2 separate regions of the Mus musculus genome follow, and region 1 is linked to region 2. Evidence: chromatin contacts called from public HiChIP or PLAC-seq data. All regions are on one chromosome and are shown on one strand. Each heading gives the region's core, a stretch centred on a gene start, on an enhancer-like site or on the middle of the called end of the contact. The rest is flanking DNA. Distances are from core to core; before and after follow the strand shown. Region 1 has its middle 130 kb from the start of Gm13575. Region 2 has its middle 130 kb from the start of Gm8541.

Region 1 (3,060 bases), core at 230-2,729, 820 kb after region 2:
ATGATCGTATTTATTTGATTGCTTTTGTATTGTTTAGTTTTGTCAAGATTGTAAAGATAGCCTGGAGTGGTGCCTCATTCTTGTCATCTAAGCTGTTGCTAAGCAAAAGGAGAAGAATAAGCGGTCTAAGGCCAGACTGGGGTATACAGTGAACTTCAGGCTAGTCAGGAATAAATGGCAGGATTCTGCCTCAGAAAAAGGAAGGCAAAGGAGATGAAAAATGAGGAGGAGGAAGAGGGGGAGGAGGAGGAGGAGATAGCAGAAGAGGAGGAGGAGGAGGAGGAGGAGGAGGAGGCAAAAGAAGAAAGAAGGAAAGGAACATATATACAAAAGGTGATTTGATTTCAGTGTTATAAATATGGTTAAGATACAATCTCATGTCCTTTCAAAGGGCAAAATATTACTAGCCTTAAAAACAACACAAAGGGAAGATATTATACAGTTAGTCCTCTAATTCTAGAAAGTTCTGAGCAGCAGATTAAAGAAGTCATCAAAGCTTTCATGAATAAGTAGACCATCTAGCTTTAAAGAAAAACCCAGTGTGGGCCATCGGAAAAGACATTGGCAGCGGAAAGCTACAGAAGCAAAGGTAGACAAGGAAGATAGATCATTCTTTCCAGAATGGGGTTTCACATTCACTCAGTAATATTGCAGCTAAACCTTGAGCCTTATGTTTCTTAATCTGGATTCTCAATCTACAGCATCCAAATAGTTATCTAGTGCTGTGTGACAAGGCTCCACACAATTGAGTGGGTTGTAATAATGACCAATTTTCAACTTACTGTTATGGGAGTGAGCAGTACAGACTTGGCTATGGGGACTGATCCTTCTGCTTTGGGCCAGCTTTCAATGATGTTGCTAGGATTGCTCAGCAATTTGCCATCAGCCACAGGTCAACTAGAGGCTGGTAAGACTAGAACAGCTCCAACTGGGATAAATCATCACTATTCACCATGCCTCTTGTCCTCCAGCAGGCTAATCCTGGCCGATTCCCATGACAGCTGGACCAGCGTTCAGGAGAGTCATTAAGAAGCCCTGACTCTACCCTGGCAAGCTGTCACTTCTGTCACATAGGGCAAAGCAAGTTCTATGGCCAATCCAGATTCAAGAGATGGGAAATGGAGTTAACCTCTTGGAGTAGCTGCAACACACCCTCAAACAAAGGATATAGACTCAGAAAGCCGTGTTGAATTCAGTGCCATTCTAATCAGCCTAGCACACATTCAGTGTAAAAATGAAAGCAGTTTTATACGTTTTTAGAAACAGTTTGTTTTTGTGAGGTAGATACTAGCCTACAGAAGGTATGTGATCACATTAACATTTGTCACAAACACAAAACCAGTCAATGCTCTTTATCTCAGGAAATCAGCTCTGCTCTTGTCATCATTTCACAGCAAATTTCCACCCAGTCTCTGGCAGAGCTGCATTGGACTGAGCACAGAATTGTGTTTTCTTTCTTCCTTTCTCTGTCTTTTAACTTCTCAACTGCCGTCACAATAAGGGGACATCATTTAATGCTAAATTACAAAGGAACTCTTGTGGGATTGCCTATTACAGCTGCCTTGATGCCAAAACTATTCAAAGTGATGAATGTTTTACACTGAATACCAAATACGCTCATAATTATCTTGCCATTTATAGAAAGTGTTGCCAATCTACCTTTGATTCTAAAGAAACCGCACATCTTTATCCACTTGAAAATAAAATCTTGTGCTCATGAGATCTACACAAAGGCCCTTTCATGTGGGTCAAAAAGGATGCTTCCCCATGCCCATTTAATATGTTTTCTCTGAAGTTCTTTATGCTGCCCTGAGGGCCATACACATAGTGGTGATGAGCATGTAACTTGCATAGCAAACTCCCTTCCTCCAAACCCACATCACAGCCTTCAGTGATACTGAACATACCATAATAAAATCCTATTTTTTTTTGTATGCTCTACACATACAGCTAAGGTATTGCTTTGTGAACAGGGCCCAACAACACAGGCACAGTTTACCAGGAACTTAGCATTTAAACGACTTTCATCTTGACAATGACTGACATGTCTCGCTGAGAATATTATATATTTAGAAGATTTTTTGAAGGCTCCATACTTAAGAAGCACATCTCATCCCATTCAGTGAACTTCTGAACTAAGTCTTAAATCTTTAAAGAAGGGTCAGAAAGCCACCCTGCTACAAAAGCCTGCAACTTGCACCCAACTCGTATCACAGAAGAAATTCATGCATAGAATAATTTTTCCGAAGTTTTCTTTCCATTAGAGAAAAATATTCTTCTCCTTTCAGCATTGAATATTTATCATTGAGATGAGAACTTCTGCTAGACTCAAAGTAGAAGACTCAGAGTTTATTCTTCATAAACTTTGAGAATTCCTTCAACCCATGCTTCTCCATTTACACAGCAGATCAGGGAAGGCTAGAATCCAATTTCAAATCAAATAACCCCCATATCGACGCGCAGGATAGGTGACAGGGCGCGCTCATCACCGTGGTGCTTTCTGGTGGGTAATGTGCTCTGTGTAGCCATTTGGCAGAAAACGCTCCAGTCAAATTGAAATAGCTTTAGAGCCTTGGTTAGAGTGGAAAAACATAATGTATGCTTGTCATTAGTTGAAAAATACTGTGTTCAAATTAAAGGGGGGGATGGGGGCTCCTGTGGTCTAGATCCTAGCCTGCACAATGACAGAGGTGTCAAGATCTTATTTAAAAGTGTTACGATGCGGCACAGCTCAGCAGCACAATTTGTAAGGAAACATGGGATCATGCGCCAGGGACTGAAGATTTGCTGCCTGATATGAGCTACAGGTAGTGATAAAATATGTTTCTTCCAGATAATTACTTGCTGCTCCAGGAAAGTGGCATTTCTAAATTGATATTTCAATGCAGTGTGTGCAGATTATATGGCACAGGTGGACGTCGCTGATTTTTTTTTTTTTTTTTTTTTTGGTCAAGTCATTGGGCTAGCAATCTCTCACTTGAGAAACTGAAAACTAATTTTGTTTTATGCTTACAAAGCACCTCAACTTCTCCAGAGTTAAGGAAATGCCCTCTAATATGG
Region 2 (3,295 bases), core at 182-2,681:
TTGACTTTAACCTTAGATCAAACACTGAAACACAAGAGTAAATCTACTTAATTTCTGAGCAAATAAAAAAGTATCTAAAATTTCCCGAGCTGAAATGTTCCAATATATTTTCAAAAATCTATGATTGCACAGCAAATAGATAGAAATTTCTTCATAGATAGGAATTACCATAAACTTTGAGAAGAATTTATTAGTCTTAGGGCATAGGATTAGTGAAGAAAAACAGTGAAAAAAAAGTTGTTCGATTTGTTTCTGCCAAAGTCTTTAACAAAAAGAAAAATCTCTAGTTTAGAAAGAAGATTATATTTTCCACATCCAAAATAAAGAAAAGTTTACTATGCATCCAGTCACCTTGATTCCCAAAACCACCACGAGTAAAACACAATGCGGAGATGTGTCTCACATATAACCTTGCCCTTTGTCATTTTCGTAAACGAAAAGCAAATAAACAGCAATTGTCGCCACTCTAAAATGCACGGCCGCGCTCGGTGGCATTTATCCTTCCGCCTTCCCTCATTTATTATTGCGGGTAGACTGTTTGCCACCACCACTGCTGGGGAGGTCTGACACAGGGAGGGGAGGAGGAGTCGATGGACAGCGCCTATTATCTCTTCCCTACTCTCTCTTGCCCTTTTATGGCCTATAACTTCATTCAATCTACAGCTACATTTATGTCCCTTTTACAACAAAAAGGGTCATAATGCTGCCTCTGCTAATAGTGAAATTGTCTAATTTGTGCATCTTCTTTTAAGCCTTGGGACTGGTCTCCATCTCAAGTTATGCCTGGGTTTGTCCCATCAACTTTGAAAATGATGGTCCTGTTTAGGTTCTGCTTCCTGCCAGAACTGCCTGACTTCTGTGCGAGACCCTCAGGCAGACCAAGAGGGAGGAGAAACCTGGAGTGAACCGCGCAGGGACACCCAGAACATATCCAGAGCGCTTAGGGTGTCCCAGGAGATGGCAGGTTTGGATCCAGGGAGCTAGCTGCCGGTCAGCTGACATCCAGAGGGCCCCAGTGCAGGAATCTGAAGAATTTGCTTGCTCAGAAGATGAGAGCTAGAGGGACTCCCCATTCTGACCCCAGCGCGCGCCGGCTGGGGACCAGCAGGGCCTCCCTGCAGCTGCTGCCAGTGCTGTCCCCGCTGCCGCGCTGGAGACTGCAAGGAGTGGGTTGCTGGGCGGGCCTGGCAGCTGCTCTGCCTGGACTGCGGCCCCTGACATCTCTCTCTCTCTCTCTCTCTCTCTCTCTCTCTCTCTCTCTCTCTCTCTCTCTCTCTCTCTCTTTTCTCTGTTTCCCTTTTTTTTCCCTTTTCGCTTTGCCTGGTTGCATGACAACTACAAAGCAGAAAATGGTCCCCACAAACGGAGGAACCTGGAGTACAGTAGTTCGGGCTTCTAACAAAGCCAGACTCGCGGTCCTCCTGTCTCTTCTCCAGCAGCTGAGCTTTTCCCATCTCCTGCCGCTGCTGCGGTGCTTTGTCAGCCTTTCTCTGAGAACTCCCACATATTCTCCTCCTCCTTTCAAACTGTCAAAGATGCTTCACCCCCTCGGCACCCCACCCCCTACAAAAGAAGGGGGAAAACATGCTTTTTTGTTTGGTAAAAGTGAGGTAAAAATCTCGAAGAGAACTTTGTATTTGCAACTGAGATTTTACTACCATTTCTTTATTAGAAAACGAATCTTCAAGTCCAGCATAATAAAATAAAGCTCAAATGGATGAATATGGCAGGTTAGGGAGCAATTAGCTGCTAATTTGGGAGAGCACTTCTTGATTTCCCTGACCAGCCCATTCATGTTCCTTCCCTTCCTAAGATTTTCTTTCCTGTTCAAGGCTAAAAGCTGGCTATGATTCCGCTCATAAAAATATGTCACAGCAATTGGAATTTACCCTTTGACCTTCTACCTGCTCACTGCCACCTCTCCTCTACACACACACACACACACACACACACACACACAGAGAGAGAGAGAGAGAGAGAGAGAGAGAGAGAGAGAGAGAGAGTCAGTAGCCAGCTAGTTCACTTCACAGATGGAAGTGTTGCCAGTGAAAACTGCCTTTTGCAAAAGGTAACTCTTATAAAATTCTTAAACATGAATTATTCGCCATCCTCCATTTAAAAGCTATCTTGCATGTGAAATTTGTGGATCCGTCCAATGATCCTATTTTATATTTTACATGGTAAGCATAAATCCTCAGAGATTCTAGGGATGCAAACATACAGCAACAGTGAAGAGAGCAAGTCCAAAATGTATGGGCAGAGTTTTCTAGTTTTTCTGAGAACCCTCACCTTTCCAAATAGTTTGTCCCTGCCTTTGTGCAGTGAAAGCCCCATTACCAGCCTTGAGGAAAAAAAGGAAAAAAAAAGTGCTAAGTGTTTTGTACAATTTCTTTTTGTGTGCGTGAAGCTCAAAAAGCCAAGAAAATGGGCAAAATACTGAATCAGGCCACCAGGGCCAGTTCAAATGCACACAAAGACATTTTTACTGCATTATTTGAACTATTACTAAATAAAATGCTTTCTTCCGTTGAGTGTGGCAAAATAATAGTCTTCTCAAACGTGAATACTACTTGTTGGGAAAAGTTAGCAATAACTTAATATTTGGTTACAGAGCCATACCCTCTCTGATTAACAGCAATTCTTTGTCCTTACTGTGCATTCTGAAATGGTGGCAAACCTTTTAGTCAGGATTGGAAGCCCTTTTAAGATGTCCAAGCATGTCTTGAATCCAGATATTCAAGGATAAAATGAACAAGCTTAAACATTGTTTTCTTCTGCACACACTGACTAGAAATGAAGAATTGAAACAGTGTCTGGCAATTCATTACCAGATTCCCAAGTCATGACTTAATGCACATGTCAAAATTTGAAATAGCCAGGCAAGAATTAAGCAGGGTTTAACATTAGTATAATTGTGGGGTTTGGGAGACAATTATTATTTTTTCCCTCCATGTTTGCACACCAATGCTGTAAGGACTGATGGAGTTGTACCCAGAGAACAGAACTTAGCAATCTATAAGAAATTTCATAAGGTTTTTATTAAGAATTATTTTCCCTAAACTTAAACAGAAACCTCTTCAAACTTTCTATTGCTGTTATTCTTGTTTTAAAAAATAGTATTTCTCTTCATCACAGTGTAGAAATGGCAGTTAACCATGTGCAGGTTTAGATAATGATGATTTCATACTGTTGCTACTACAAGATGGCTGAAAATGTCTGTGGGGGTGGAGGATACAGGACTCTTCTTTTATATAATGTCAGATTTGTTTGAAATTCTTAGCGTTAAAGACTTAAA

What was found. HiChIP or PLAC-seq counts read pairs in DNA pulled down with a chosen protein or histone mark.
Region 1: an H3K4me3 HiChIP or PLAC-seq map of embryonic basal ganglia shows a contact between it and region 2, with 7 times the contacts expected there. The contact joins two enhancer-like sites. A contact is called at or near these places in 15 of 484 Hi-C or Micro-C datasets (the N1E-115 cell line, cerebellum, cerebral cortex and 9 more) and 3 of 115 datasets of contacts at active chromatin or transcription factors (craniofacial prominence, embryonic basal ganglia and embryonic midbrain).

Annotation. Positions count from the first base shown.
Region 1 is chr2:64,521,427-64,524,486 of GRCm38.p6, forward strand. No RefSeq gene overlaps it. Among named protein-coding and RNA genes, the nearest start is that of Gm13575, 130 kb to the left of the region's middle. Within about 2 kb of position 1,480, at least 7 of the 459 cell types and tissues checked have an H3K27ac peak or open chromatin away from gene starts, as enhancers often do. A contact at or near this core is called in embryonic basal ganglia, where this site is marked.
Region 2 is chr2:63,701,505-63,704,799 of GRCm38.p6, forward strand. No RefSeq gene overlaps it. Among named protein-coding and RNA genes, the nearest start is that of Gm8541, 130 kb to the left of the region's middle. Within about 2 kb of position 1,432, at least 122 of the 459 cell types and tissues checked have an H3K27ac peak or open chromatin away from gene starts, as enhancers often do. A contact at or near this core is called in embryonic basal ganglia, where this site is marked.